Linked DNA regions of Sus scrofa: region 2 is linked to region 1. Evidence: chromatin contacts called from public Hi-C data. All regions are on one chromosome and are shown on one strand. The core of a region is the stretch at or near the end of the contact, and the rest is flanking DNA. Distances in the headings are between cores, read along the strand shown.

What was found. A called contact is a pair of places that touch in the nucleus more often than the background predicts.
Region 2: a Hi-C map of liver shows a contact between it and region 1, with 4 times the contacts expected there. The contact joins the enhancer-like site here to the promoter of GM2A in region 1. A contact is called at or near these places in 1 of 5 promoter capture datasets (fetal skeletal muscle), 2 of 47 Hi-C or Micro-C datasets (embryonic fibroblasts and liver) and 1 of 2 datasets of contacts at active chromatin or transcription factors (alveolar macrophages).

What each region holds. Positions count from the first base shown.
Region 1 is chr16:71,765,086-71,772,514 of Sscrofa11.1, reverse strand. It overlaps GM2A (ganglioside GM2 activator), which reads left to right and starts at 4,643. Exons shown (of 4, transcript XM_013984919.2): 1 at 4,643-4,793. The coding sequence starts at 4,716.
Region 2 is chr16:71,965,200-71,972,628 of Sscrofa11.1, reverse strand. TNIP1 (TNFAIP3 interacting protein 1) reads right to left here. Exons shown (of 17, transcript NM_001145987.1): 8 at 6,965-7,054; 9 at 4,600-4,665; 10 at 4,301-4,432; 11 at 1,513-1,641. Among named protein-coding and RNA genes, the nearest start is that of GPX3, 20 kb to the left of the region's middle. Within about 2 kb of position 4,403, at least 6 of the 83 cell types and tissues checked have an H3K27ac peak or open chromatin away from gene starts, as enhancers often do. A contact at or near this core is called in liver, where this site is marked.

The DNA of each region.
Region 1 (7,429 bases), core at 3,394-5,893:
GGGACTTGGGGGCTGCCTCGGGAGAGGCGACTAGATTCACTTTACCACTTTCTTCATAAGAAGAGTGAATTCATATCCGTCACCATGGGTGAATGCTTCTCTGGTCCAGGAAGGTCAGATGGAGGTCCTCAAGGAGCTTCCACGGTGACGGTGACACAGAGGAAGTGGCTACAGAGCATCACCTAGGAATTCTAGGGGACACTGCACATCACCTCTCTAAATGGGCTCCAGGGTCTGGAATCAACATTTCTTTACATCAGTGGTTCTCGAAATGTGGTCCAGATATCAACAGCATCAGCATCTCTTGGGAAATGGTTAGAAATGCACACTTGGAACTCCATCCCAGACCAGCTGCCTCAGAAATGCTGGGTATGGGGCCCAGAAATCTGTGATTTGTAAGTCCTCTGGGTAATTCTTTTTTCTTTTTTTTGTCTTTTTGCCATTTCTTGGGCCGCTCCCGTGGCATATGGAGGTTCCCAGGCTAGGGGTTGAATCAGAGCTGTAGCCACCGGCCTATGCCACAGCCACAGCAAAGTGGGATCTGAGCTGTGTCTGCAACCTACACCACAGCTCACGGCAACGCTGGATCCTTAACCCACTGAGCAAGGCCAGGGACCGAACCCGCAACCTCATGGTTCCTAGTCGGATTCGTTAACCACTGTGCCACGACAGGAACTCCCCTCTGGGTAATTCTGATGGGTGTAGGGACCCGAGCCACAGAGGTGATGACGACAGATCCTTAACTTCTAGGTTACCAGGGAACTCCCTGCTTCCAACCTTTCTGTCCTCCTGACAGCTTCCCCCTGCCCCCCATTTTTCAAGATATTATCGAAGTATAGTTGATTTACAATGTTGTGATAAGTTCTGCTGTGCAACAGTGATTCAGTTACACATACACACGCATGAATTCTCTTTCAGATTCTTTTCCTACATAGATGGTCACAGGATATTGGGTAGAGATCTCTGTGCCATATAGCAGGTCTCCCTTGACCAACCATTCCATATACCTCAGTGTGCATATGCCAGTCCCAAACCCCCAGTCCACCCCCACCCCCAACAGCCTTTTTTTTTTAATGGGCACAGAGATGAGAGATAGATTGGGGTCCAGGGCTCAGTGAGTCTCATTTTCCTTAAGACATCCTTGGCTGGGCTGAGTCGTATAGAGTCTAGGCCACCTCTACCCGCACCCGCCAGGTGAAACACACTTGGGGACTGTTCCACAGCTTCTGAGCCAGACCCTGAGCCATCTCACATCCAGGGACTAAGGGCGAGTCCCTCCGGATAGAGTCCTCCGATGAGAACTTGTTGGTTTAAATGTAATTGAATGAGCAGGACTTCACCACTAGCTGGGAGCTTTCCAGGCCCAGATCAGGGTTGGATATGGACATGTCTGGTTGCATCTAAGTCACCCATTTACTGTCCCCCCCTTCTGTTATCAGAGGACTGTTTGTACCTTCTGCACTTTGCCACCTGATATCATGTCTCAATTCCATTTAGTTCCAAACATATTTATTGTATATTCTTTTTTTTTTTTTTTTTGCTTTTCAGGGCCACACTTGCAGCATATGGAAGTTCCCAGGCCTGGGGTTGAATTGGAGCAACAGCTGCCAGCCTACACCACAGCCATGGCAATGCCAGATCGAGCTGAATCTGCAACCTACACCTCAGTTCACAGCAGCACGGGATCTTTAACCCACTGAGCAGGGCCAGGGATTGAATCCTCATCCTCATGGATACTGGCGGGGTTTGTTATCACTGAGCCACAAAGGGAACTCCCTAATATATTTTTAATGTGATCCGAGTTTCCGGCAGCTCATCTCATTCTCATATTTGAAAAATTGAATATTTTCCTACCTATGTCACCTGCTATGTAACTGAAATTCCTTTTTTTTTTTTTTTTTTTTTGGCTGTACCCAGGGCATGTGGAAGTTCCTGGGCTGGGGACTGAATCTGTGTTGTGGTTGTAGCCTGGGTCACAGCTGTAGCAAATGCTGAATAATTAACCTGCTGCACCACACAGGAACCTCCTGTCATTGAAATTTAAGCAATGTTTTTCAGACAGCTTTCCTAATCCAGGTTCTGGAAAACCTGGCATGTGCCTCCTGGATGCCATGTTCCTTGCTCCACTCCAGTGGGAGCGTCTTACCCACAGGGAACTAACTGCAGTGAGTGGGAGGATGGCGAGGCAGGGGCTGTTTTCCAAGCCAAAAATTGGAACACATGACTTAGCAAAGGAATTTTTGATATACACACACACAATCACACATATATATATATTTTTTCTTTTTAGGGCCACACCCATGGCATATGGAGGTTCCCAGACTAGGCGTTGAATCAGAGCTGCAGCTGCCAGCCTATGCTGTAGCCACAGCAATGCCAGATCTGAGCCACGTCTGCAACCTACACCATAGCTCAGAGCAGCACCGGATCCTTAACCCACTAAGCAAGGCCAGGGATCGAACTTGTGTCCTTATGGATACCAGTCGAGTCTGTTACCGCTGCGCCACCACAGAAACTCCCTGACATTTATATTTTTTTTTATCGACTTGATTCTGTTCATTTACTTTTTGCCGACATACTGGAATTTCTGGGACATCTAAGTGGTTTGTGGGGAAAAAGGAGACAAAATATTTGTAAATGGGAGCAAGCCAGAATACATAAGACGTATGGTCTAGGTTCAAGGTTTAAAACCCAAATGTCTACAAGGCTGGTAGGTTTGTAATGGGCCTAAGACAGGGGTGGGGTATAAACTGGGGAGTTCCCATAGTGGCACAGTGGAAACAAATCCAACTAGGAACCGTGAGGTTGTGGGTTTGATCCCTGGCCTCACTCAGTGGGTTAAGGATCTGGCGTGGCTGTGCTCTGCCGGTGGCTGGCAGCTGTAGCTCCAATTTGACCCCTAGTCTGGGAACCTCCATATGCGTGAGTGCAGCTCTAAAAAGCAAAGAACATTTTTATTTATTTATTTATTTATTTATTTTTGTCTTTTTTTGCCATTTCTTGGGCTGCTCCCGCGGCATATGGAGGTTCCCAGGCTAGGAGTCGAATCGGAGCTGTAGCCACCGGCCTACGCCAGAGCCACAGCAATGCAGGATCCGAGCCGCGTCTGCAACCTACACCACAGGTCACTGCAACACCGGAGCGTTAACCCACTGAGCAAGGGCAGGGACCAAACCTGCAACCTCATGGTTCCTAGTGGGATTCGTTAACCACTGCGCCACGACGGGAACTCCAGAACATTTTTTTTTTTAATTAAAAAAAAAAAAAAAATAAAAGGCGCACAGGTGGATAAGTTGGGGTGGATGGGCCTTAGCAGGAAATGAAACCCCAAGATGGCCTGACCTAAATTTTCAAGAGAAACTAGAACTCTGAGGGGGGGGAGGGTTAATGTAAAATCTCTCTCTCTTACACGCACACACACACACACACACACACACACACACACACGCGCGCGCGCGCGCGCATACACACACACACCCCATCATGAAAGCTAAACAAAATATCTACAGGAGGTGAGATGGCCTCTGGTCCAGCTAGACAGATATTGTAACAAAGGATATGGAAAAATACCATGGAAGCAAAAAGGAGCAACAGACTCTATCTGGGAGGAAAGGGAAGGGCAGGCTTCCCCAGGGAGGTGACATTTAACCTGGGCTCTGTAAGTTAAGCAAGGATTCTTCTTGTCAAGAAAGTGAGGAACAGCTCCGATTCAACCCCTAGCTGGGAACTCCCATATGCCACGGGAGCAGCCCAAGAAAATGGCAAAAAGACAAAAAGACAAAAAAAAAAAAAAAAAAAAAGAAAGTGGGGAGGTGTAACGCTGTGAGGCGATGGGTGTGTTAACTAACCTTACTGTGGTGATAGTTTTTGCAATATATACATATATAAAATTAAAATTAATCAAAGAAAGTGGGGGAGAACATTCCTGCCCAGTGCCGTGTGGGCTTTCAGGGGCGCTCTGCCACTCTGGGAGGCTGGAGTGCTGGGTGAGCTTAGGGACTGCACACAGAGAGCCTTGGCAGCCTGGCCGAGATGTTCTTATTTTATCCTGGGGACAATGGGGGCATCACCCTCAGATTGCTTTATTTGCGGTCCCTCTGGGGCGCGGGTGAGGTCCGACAGAAAGCTCTATTCCGGAGCCATTGAACAGGAGGGAACCGGTCCAAAAGCACTTGGAAGAAGAGCTGCAGCCCCAAGTCAGGCTCAGGCCCTGCCCCAACTGCGCTCCCGGCCTCCACCCTGAGATAATATGGTAACCAGGCGGGCACTGCAGGCGAGTGTGGGTGCCCCCGGGTAGGCGGTGGGCAGAGAGCGGTTTCCTCTCCTCTCCGCCTGGGAGGTGGCTGCTAGCAGCCGGCAGTGTTGTGGTTACCAGGGCCTGGGGTTACAACACATGTTTGTTTTTTAAAAAAGTTGCAATACCTTTTAAATCAGGGTCTGGACAGGATCCAAGGACAGTAGCAAGGACCAGCCCCCATGGCGCTTCTTAAAGAAGCAGCTGCAGAACCTGGATCTCTGGGAGGGCCCGAGTTCAGGCAGGGCTTAGAGGCTGGCCACGTCTGGAGGGAGATCAAATCTCCAGGGCGCCCCATCCCCCCTCCTCCTTCTTCAGGGCACTTTGGCATAGGGAGCGCTTGAAGATAATCAGTGTTTGGAGCTTTCTTGGAAAACCAGAAGCAGTGCGTAGAGGAGCCCAAGAACACGGGGTCCGGCTCATGGGGAGGAAAGACTTTCCACCCGGTCCAAGATTTAGCAGTCTGGCTTGGCAGGGAGTGAGGTCCCCACTGCAGAAGGTATGCAAGTAGAAGCTAAAATTGGTAGGGCAATGCTGGAGAATGCAGGCAAGGGCCTGCTGGGGTAGGGGTCCTGAGGGAATGGATGCTATTGATATATATTTTTTTAATATATAATGATTTTTTTTTAATTGTGAGTGGAAGGGACCTTTGTTGTGGTCTCTTTGCAGAGAAAGAAGTTCTTTCTCAAAGCGATCAAGATCAGGATTGGAGTTCCCGTGGTGGCACAGCGGAAATGATCCAACTAGTAGCCATGAGGGTGTGGGTTCGCTCCCTGGCCTTGATCAGTGAGTCAGGAATCTGGTATAGCTGTGAGCTGTGGTGTAGTTTGCAGACACGGTTTGGATCCTGCCTTGCTGTGGCTGGCAGCTGTAGCTCCCATTCGACCCCTTGCCTGGCAACTTGCGTATGCTGCAGGTGCAGCCCTAAGAAGCAAAAAAAAAAAAAAGAAGAAAGAAAAAGATTGGGATTCTAGAGACTTTCATTTTGGTACTTGTTGGTGGGAACGTAAATGGTACAGTTGCTATGGAAAACAGTAGGAAGGTTTCTCAAAAAATTAAAAAATACGTTAATGTGATGCAGCAGTCTCATTTCTGGGTATATATCCAAAAGAATCGAAATCAAGGTCATGAAGAGATATCTGTACTCCCACCTTCAATGCAACATTATTAACATAGCCAAGGAGTTCCCACTGTGGCTCAGCAGTAACGAGCCCAGCTAGCATCCATGAGGATGTGGGTTCGGTCCCTGGCCTCGCTCAGTGGGTTAAGGATCTGGCATTGTCGTGAGCTGTGGTGTAGGTTGTAGATGTGGCTCAGATACTGTGTGCTGTGGTGTAGGCTGGCAGCTGCAGTTCTGATTCAGACCCCGTCCTGGGAATCTCCATATGCCACATGTGTGGCTCTAAAAAGAAAAAAAGAAAAAAACAAAAAACAATAGCCATGCTATGGAAACAACCCGAGTGTCCGCTGATAGATACATGGATAAAGAAAATGTGGTGTATGCATGTAATCAAATTGTATTTAGCCTTTTAAAAAAGGAAATTCTGCCACTTGTGACAATGGCTGAACGTGGAAGACATTACGCTAAGTGAAATAAACTAGTCACGGGACATGTACAGCATGATTCCGCTTTTTGAGGGTTTCAACTAGCCTGTCTCATAGAAGCAGAGTATAGAATGGTGGCGCTGGAGATGTTTAGTACATCAGTGTCGCAGTCAGCAGTTTGAAAGCACTGGGCGGAGAGGGTGGATCTTTGCTAAGCGGTTTTACCCCCAAAACAAAGCAAAAACAAAAACCAAAACCAAAAGGGCACAAGGAATCTTTCAGAGGTGATGGCCGTGTCTGTTACCTTGGCCAAGGTGATGGTTTCAGAGGTGCACGCATATGTCCCAACTCATCCAATCACATATGTTTATGTACAGTTTTTTTTTTTGTCTTTTTTTTTTTTTTTGTCTTTTGTCTTTTTGTTGTTGTTGCTATTTCTTGGGCCGCTCCTGCGGCATATGGAGGTTCCCAGGCTAGGGGTTGAATCGGAGCTATAGCCACCGGCCTACACCAGAGCCACAGCAACGCTGGATCCGAGCCGCGTCTGCAACCTACACCACAGCTCACGGCAACACCGGATCATTAACCCACTGAGCAAGGGCAGGGACCGAACCCGCAACCTCATGGTTCCTAGTCGGATTCGTGAACCACTGCGCCACGACGGGAACTCCCTATGTACAGTTTTTTGTATTTCAATTACACGTCAAGAAAGTTGCCTTGGAAACAAGAGAGACTCTCATTCGGATCCTTGGCTTACTACTGATTTGTATTTTGACTCTGGGATAATTTACATGCATTCACTTCTCGGGCCTCATCCCCACCCGACACTTTCCCCAGTGCCTGGCACTGTGTAAGCGCTAGCAAAGATTTGGGGAGCAAATGAATGAATGAATGAATGAGCTGGATTGGATGCAAAGCTGGAGTGGGATCAGCAGGCTTCAGAGGCTACCTGAACTGCCTGAAGTTACATACACAATTGCGCATGTTCGAGCAATTCCGTTTTTTTTTTTTTTTTTTTCTGGGTAGAGGGCCTATGGCTTTAATTACCGTTGCTCTCATTTAATGAGGATTTGCTATGATATGCTAAGGTCTGTACATACTTTATCACATTTAATCTTCAGGAGCCAGGCAGAAGATTGGAGGGATTACTCTTTCCACTGTACTAAAGTGGAAACGCTTTGGGGGAGTATAAGGACTTGCTTAGGGTCATATGCTCGCTCGAGTGGAACCCAGGTCCATCGGCCTCCACATCTAAGCTCTAAATCACCGTGGTAATTCACTACAGCTTTCCAAAGGGGACTGTGGCCCCTGAAGAAGAGCAAACATTCTAGGACTCTGGACTTCTATTTCTCTGCGGGATCGTGGGGAATGGGGAGCGAGGGGGGTGGAGGTGGAGGAGGCAGCAAGCCAGCCTGAACAGGGCAGCGCCCACGCCAGCAAGGGCTGCTATTTACAGCGGCCCCAGAGCCCCCAGAAAGCAGGATAAGGGGGCGGGCGGGATAGAGCAGTGTAAGAGGAGCCCCGGAGGGGGAGAGGGCTATCTCCTCCCCCGCCCCTGCTGCCTCCAGCTCACCCTGTCGCCTGATGTCT
Region 2 (7,429 bases), core at 3,154-5,653, 200 kb before region 1:
TGGATATTAACTTTGACTTAATTAATAGTTTACCTTTCCAACCCTGAAAATGGGTGGAAACATCACCAAATAGCATCTGGAAAGTCTGAAAAGCATCCCTATGAAACCACATTGAAAAGATTCTTTTCCTTTTACATAAACGGTGCGCTCTCATCCTCTTAAGAGGTTTCCATTAACTGGCTTTCTCCCTCAACCCTGCTAGCGTGTTGCTTGAGGACTTTGGACCACCTCTCGAGACGGAGCACCCGCCTCGCCACCTGGACTTTAGCTCCCTGGACAGCAGGGCCTCTGCTGACCACACATCAGCACGGCTCGTGACGCCTCCGGGACCACAGGGAGATCAAGGAAACCCCCCTGACCTTGGACGTGGGCCCCACTTGGTCTTGACTCCCCCAGAAACAGGAAGAAACGGCTGAGTCAGGAGGAAATTCTGGATGCTCGAGGGGAGGCTATGGCTGCACTTCCTCTCCTCCACCACCCCATTTTTCAGATGAGAAGACGGAGGGCCAGAGACAACGAGAGCCATGCGTTGGGCATCCCCACAGCGTCTGTCCCCACCTATGCCGTGGAAACCTGAAGAGCAGCCACCTGCCTGGGTCATGTCCTCAACCAGCACCACATACAATAGTCTGCTTGGGTTTAGACCCCCAGGACCCCAGCTCCGGACAGATCATTCTTTTCACTGAGGACAGGTCCCAAGGCCCTGGACGCGGCATCACCAAGGCTTATCAAACACCAAAACCAAACAGCAAGGGTCATCCCAGCAGGGCAGAGCTCACCGGGAGCAGAAGGAGGAGGCAGGAGGGAAAGGCAGATGGATGGGAGGAAAAGCTGAGCCTTCGGAGAAAATTTCCTTTCAAAGCTCACTCCTTAACCCCTGCACTGGAAGGTGGGCATGACCAGCCAGGTTCAGATGGCAAAACTGAGGCGCAGACAGGTTACAGGGGCTTTAAGCTGGCTCAGAACAGAGGGCTCCTGCTTTACCCAGGCTCTCTCCCCACCCCAGGCACCATCTCCCCAGACCCCCGCTCTCGAGGGCAGGAACCTCGGGCCTGTGCACATCCACTTCTCGAGCACGTGCTTGCTGCCAGGCACCAGGCATGGTGCTGGGGGCATGCACCCTGGTGAGAACACACGCCTCCCACCACTGGATGGCAAGACGCGTCATCAGTAAGTAATCATGAGAAAATGCTAGAAGGGTGTGAAAGAAGCTGCTGGGGCTTTAGGCACATAGAATAGGGTGACCCAAAGGAGACTGGGGGGGGAGGGGGAGGAGGCCTTGCTGAGGAGGCAGGTTGAGGCTCCACCTGCATGATGCTCGGGGAGCATCGTGTGAGCAAACAGCACGTCCCAGGGCCTGCAGAGCAGGGCTCGGCCCGGGCTGGCGCCCAGCACGTGGGGAGGGAAAGGCGGAGGACGCAGGCCGTGGGGCTGCACCACGGCCCTCAGTGCCCGTGCCCTGACCCAGGCCACGGGGTGGGCACTGCATGGGCTCAGGGAAGCCCTGCCCACCTTGTTGAGCCTCTGGATCTCTTTTTCCTGGTATTCCCGCTGCCGAGTGAGCGGGCTCAGCTGATCCTGCAGGTACTTGACCTTCTGGCGCAGCTCCTTGGCCTCTGCTGTCAGTTGCTCCTTGTCGGTCTGCAGAGAACATGGGGCTTGTAAGCAGGGAGCCTCTCCAGGAGGCCTGGACTCCTGCCTGCCTGCTCCACCCCTCGCGCAGCCCTGGCTCCCGTCTCGCTCTCACTCCGCATAAGGCTCTGGGCAAGACACCTGGCTGAGAGCGCTAACGCTCACACAGTCCTGTCCTCAAGGAAGAGACGGCTCCGCGGAGCGAAGGCCCTGGGTTCCGCCACCAGCTCCTCCACGAATGAGCTGAGGCTGTGGGCACTGTCACAGCCCTGTCTGGTCTAAGCTCACCTATTTGCCATGGGCAAGGGGTTCATTGCAGGAGTCACGGATAGGCTTCAGGAGGTCCGTGAGCCCCCAGACTGAGTGCACAGTGTTGTCTGTGCAATTTTCTAGAAAAAAAGAGCCAGATTCACACGGGGGTCTTCTATGATGCACAGAAAAGGATAGGCCACTGAGTCCTTACAGACCCTTTCAAGCTCTTCGTCTCTGAGCCCAGAGGGGAGAAGACCCTCAAAGAAACACACACAGCAGAAGGCAGGACGTGTTCCTCCACAGAAAAACAAAGTGCTGTGAGGTTAAAAGACCACTCCGGCCAAAAAGAAACCAAGGAAGGCTTCAAGGTGGAGGCACTGCTTCCATACCTACTATGGAACAATCCAGGGTCTTTATCGCAAAAAGCCCCAGCTGGAATGGCCCTCATAGAGCACTGAGTCCTAGTCCCTCTATACAACCGGAAATGCGTGTCCAAAGACGGGAGGTGACTTACCCAAGGCCACCCAGTGAGCTGGGGCTAGACTAGAGCTCAGGTGTCCTAATTCTGCTGCTCTCTGTCTCCTTGCAGGCCGAAGGAAGGGTTTAAAATGGAAGAGGGGGAGTTCCATCGTGGCACAATGGTTAACGAATCTGACTAGGAACCATGAGGTTGCGGGTTCGATCCCTGGCCTTGCTCAGTGGGTTAAGGATCTGGCATTGCCATGAGCTGTGGTGTAGGTCGCAGACATGGCTCAGATCCCGCATGGCTGTGGCTGTGGTGTAGGCTGGTGGCTACAGCTCCAATTAGACCCCTAGCCTGGGAACCTCCATATGCCGCAGGTGTGGCCTTAGAAAAGGCAAAAAGACCAAAAAAAAAAAAAAAGACGAAAAAAATGGAAGCGAGTGCACTGTGCAGAAGAAAGACCAGGACACCCACACTAAACTGTCTATTTCTATGTGTACATATGTGATCAGAGACCTGGAAAGACACACCAAAATGCCCGGCTACCGCTGGGGAGGACTTGGAATTGGGGGAGGGGGTGGTGAATGGAGATGGCCCAGGGAAGCTCTCACCTCATCTGTATCACGGGAACACTTTACACCTATGGGTTCAAATCATGGGCATCAGGAGGTGGGTCACAGGGGTTTGTTTTCATCCCAGCTCTGGGTAACTTGTAGTCAGTGTTCTACAGACTAGCTGGTGAGCTGCTTTCAGCCAGAGATGGCCAAGGGCAACCTTGGTCAGGCCTTGTGGCAAGAGCGGCAGACGCCCAGTGAAGAGGCTCCCGGGCCAGCACGGCCTCTATCGCCACATGTCCTTATGCACAGGGCCACGCTCTGTCTGGAGCCACCTACCTTTCCCCCAGCTGCGGGGGAAGGGTGTCAGATCCCAGGAGCTTATCTCACCCAGCCATGTGAGCCAGGATCGAGCCAAGAGTCCCTGTGACTGTGCCCTCATGAGGAAACACAGGCGTGTCCCCCTAACACACACCCCCAAGGGATGGGCGATCACCGAGGCAGGCCAACCACTCGGATGAGGCCCCGGGGTGTGACATGCTGCTGGAAGGGAACTCTGAAATGCAACCCCGTGCTGGAAATGGCCATTTCTAAGTTAAGCAAAGGAAGCCTGTGCCCAGTTCTCATGAAGGGGAAGAGCGGGACATAAAAAAACATCTCCAGAGAGCCTGGAGGTCAACTAGCCCTTCCACTTTAATCTGCTCCGGGATCCCGAACGGCCTTGCCTGGTGTCAGTCCCACCCAAGACAGACCGATGCTACTTCTTCAGGGGACCTTTCCCGGCTCCCCCTAGAATGGATCTGGTCGCTCTTTACGCCGTCTCCCTCATCCCTGTAACCTCTCCTGTGTCATTTAACACGCTTCTATTCATCCGCTTCTGTAATCACATATCCCGCCTCTCTTCCCCCAAGGGCAGGACTGACCATTCGCCACTGAGTCTGTGTGCCCGGCACAGTGCCCGGAGCACCATCTATTGGACGGCGACCAGACGGAGGACTAAAAGGAAGCTCTAAGGCTGGAGTCCCTCCCGTGCAAACAGCCACCACCACTCCAAACATTCGGCAGCACCCCCCACTTCGTCATAAAGCAGGCCTGCTAGATCTCGTTTTCATTCTGTGCTTCCCTGGGATGTCAGATTTTACTCAAACAAAAAACTCTTCTGTAGGAAAATAAGAAGAAATGAAAAGCCAATCCAATCGCCTCAACCTTCAGAGCGAAAACTGAGCCACAGGGAACAAAGTGCTTTTGCCTCTGGCCACAGAGCCCTCAAGCCCGAGAGCCAGAACCGGGACCCCAGGCCTGGACTCCGGTCCCTGCGTGTTTACTCCACTGAGCTCCCCGCTGATGGGGAGGAGAGAACCCGCAGAGCCGAACCTGCAGGACCGGGAGTCATACTTGCCTCCTCCATTTCGATCTTGGACTTGGCCAGGAGGAGTTTGCGGTCAAAGTCACGCTGCTTCTGCTCCCGCTCAGCCTCCAGGTCAGTCACCTGCTTCTGCGCATCTGCCAGCTTCTGGCGCAGCTCAGTGATCTGGGTGGAGAGGCAGAGAAGGGGAGCAGGTGAGGGCCCCAGGGGTGAACGTTCCAGGTTCAAGGCTGCTGCTGCGAGGGAGGAGGCACGCAGGGTGCTGGGAATGCCCCAAGGGCCCAGGCGAGAAGGCAGGGTCCAGCTTTGAGTTCCCATCACCCTCTCGCTACCTTCTGCTCGTACTGCTGCTTCATGGACCGGAAGTGCTGGTCCCATTGCTTGTTCACTTCCAGCAGCTGCAGGAGAGAGAACGGGGTTAGCAGGAGACAACAGAGAAGGACCAGCAAGAGCCAATTCCACCAACATCAGCTTTCCAGGTGTGCACAGCATGTGTGCACGGCAGCTACACGCACTGCCTGGTTCCTGCACTTCTCAAAAACATTCTTCAGGAGTTCCCTGGTGGTCTAGCGGTTAGGACTCAGCTTTCAACATTGCAGCTTGGGTTCGATCCCTGGCCTGGGAACTGGGATCCCACATTAGGCTGCTGCATGTTGCAGCCAAAACACACACACACACACACACACACACACACACACACACACCCCACTCCTCAAAGTAAGTCACCTTTATCAACTGCCACATTTTACCAACGCCAGGGAGGTGAGACTAATACCAAGATATCAAAACAGGGTATAATTTTGGTGTCGAATTATGGAACACACATCCATGTAGAGGGCAATTTGGGACCATGTATTAAAACTTCAAGTTCTCGGAGTTCCCGTCGTGGCTCAGTGGAAACAAATCTGACTAGTATCCATAAGGATGCGGTTCGATCCCTGGCCTCGCTCAGTGGGTTAAGGATCGGGCATTGCTGTGAGCTGTGGTGTAGGTCGCAGATGCAGCTTGGATCTGGCATTGCTATGGCTGTGGTGTAGGCCAGCAGCTACAATTCCGATTTGTAGCTGCTAGCCTGGGAACCTCCATATGCCTCCAAAAAAGAAAAAAAGACAAAAACAAAACAAAAAACCTTCATGTTCTCATTCTCTTTAACTAAATAATTCCACTCCGAAAAAAATGTTCCCGAAAGAAGCACATGCCCAAGCGCCTAAAAAATGTGTGTATCGCTGACCATCCCAACAATGTTTATACCGAAAATAATCCAGAGGCCAACCAGAATATCAGAAGTAGGTTAAGAAAATTATACAATAAACAGAAAACGGAGCCCCGTGCAGCTACTTAATAAGCAGGGGTTTGAACTTCCCAGCGTGGTTCAGTGGAAACGGATCAGACTAGTATCCATGCAGGTGCCTTTTCTGGCCCTCCTCAGTGGGTTAAGGATCCGGTGCTGCCGTGAGCTGTGGTGTAGGTCAAAGATGCGGCTTCGATCTGGCATTGCTCTGGCTGTGATGTAGGCGGGTGGCTACAGCTCCGATCAGAACCCTAGCCTGGGAACCTCCATGTGCTGCGGTGTGCCCCCCCCAAAAAAAATATCAGGGGTTTGATACATTGCCTCGTTCTAAGATGACAGTAATGATTTGACAGATCTTGATGTAACAATTCTTCCACGAAGAAAACAATCCAACATCATTAAATAAATAAATTGGGAGAGGGTAATCCAATTTCAAAAACATTAATATATGATAAAAAGTACTCAGAATTAAAGGAATGTAGAGTATGTCTTATATATAAATAAATACCCACAAGGATACAGTTAATTTTAAGGAAAGAAAGAAGAAAGCAATCTGCAATGCAGTATGTATGGTGTGTTTTTACAAACTTTGTATATGAGAAAGTACACAGACAAAACTGAAGAGTTTGCAATGAACTGTTGTCACCTCTGGTCATCTCTAGGAGGTGAGATTCTTTGTCTTTTTATAATGAACATGGTATTACTTTTATAATCAGAAAAAAATAACTTACAGCAATACAAAAAGAAAACTAAAATCACACGAACAAAAAAATCAATACAGCCTGACTTTCAAATGTGCTGGAGGAGCAGGAAGGGCAGGAAGGCCCAGGACTCGGACAAGGACCTGAGCTGCGTGGAGAGGAGGGGCTCAATTTGAACAGAGAGGGGTGGACTCCCGCTGCTGGCCCAAACATACTGGGGATCGGGGACAGAGGACGAACAGGGAAGAGCCCAGCTTCTGGGGACTCTCAGCTGATCAGAAGCAGTGCTCCAAGCAGGCACGGGCTCACTCCTTCTGTGAGTCCCTCCCTGAACCAGCTACGCAGTGCCAGATGAACCCCAGATGCCCCGCTCCTGAGGCTGAAACTTGCCTCTTTGGACAACCTCTTTCTACCATCAGGAACCTTCCTAAACGTTCTTCCCCTCCCCTAACCCCCAATTTGAGGCCAGGCCCCAATGCCACCTCTTCAGAATGACTCTTGCAGGCAGGGGGACTGATCAGGAGATGGAGCCCAGGCCAAGGCTGTATGTCTCACCCATGGGCAGATGGTTCAGCGGTCACCATGGCAACTCATCACGGAGATCTGGGACCAGCTAGACGCGGGGGCTGGGAAGGGCCTTTGTCCTGCTGGTGCTAGGAGGGAGGCAGGGTCTCCCCGACTACCACCACCCTCTCTGGTACCTACCTCCGTGCGCTGCTGCTCCAGCATCCTCACTTTCTTCTCAGCTGCTCCCAAGGCCCCCACCTCTGGGATTTTACCTTCTGACATGCCAGCCTGAGAAGAAGACAGAGGGGCCTTCAGCAAAGCCTCCAATAACAACTCTCTCACCACGCGGTGCTCCTCTAAGGCTGCTCACCCCTGAGACCCAGGCTTCCATCCCCTGCCTCTCCACCCTTCCACCCACCAGGACACGGCTCCTCGGCCCGGCCATGACTGAGCCCCTTCAGGAAGTCCACGGAGATCACTATTCCCCTCGCTCACCCTCGGTGGCTCCTAGGCCCTTCGGTCCCTCTTCCCCTCCCCTCCCCACAGCCACTTCTTTCCTTGCTCTGGCTGCATCTCTAAGGTGCTGCCGGCTGCCCTCCCCTCCCCCACCCATTTGCCCCAAATCTTCTGGCCTGGAAGGCAAAAGTTACACACTTTTTTTTT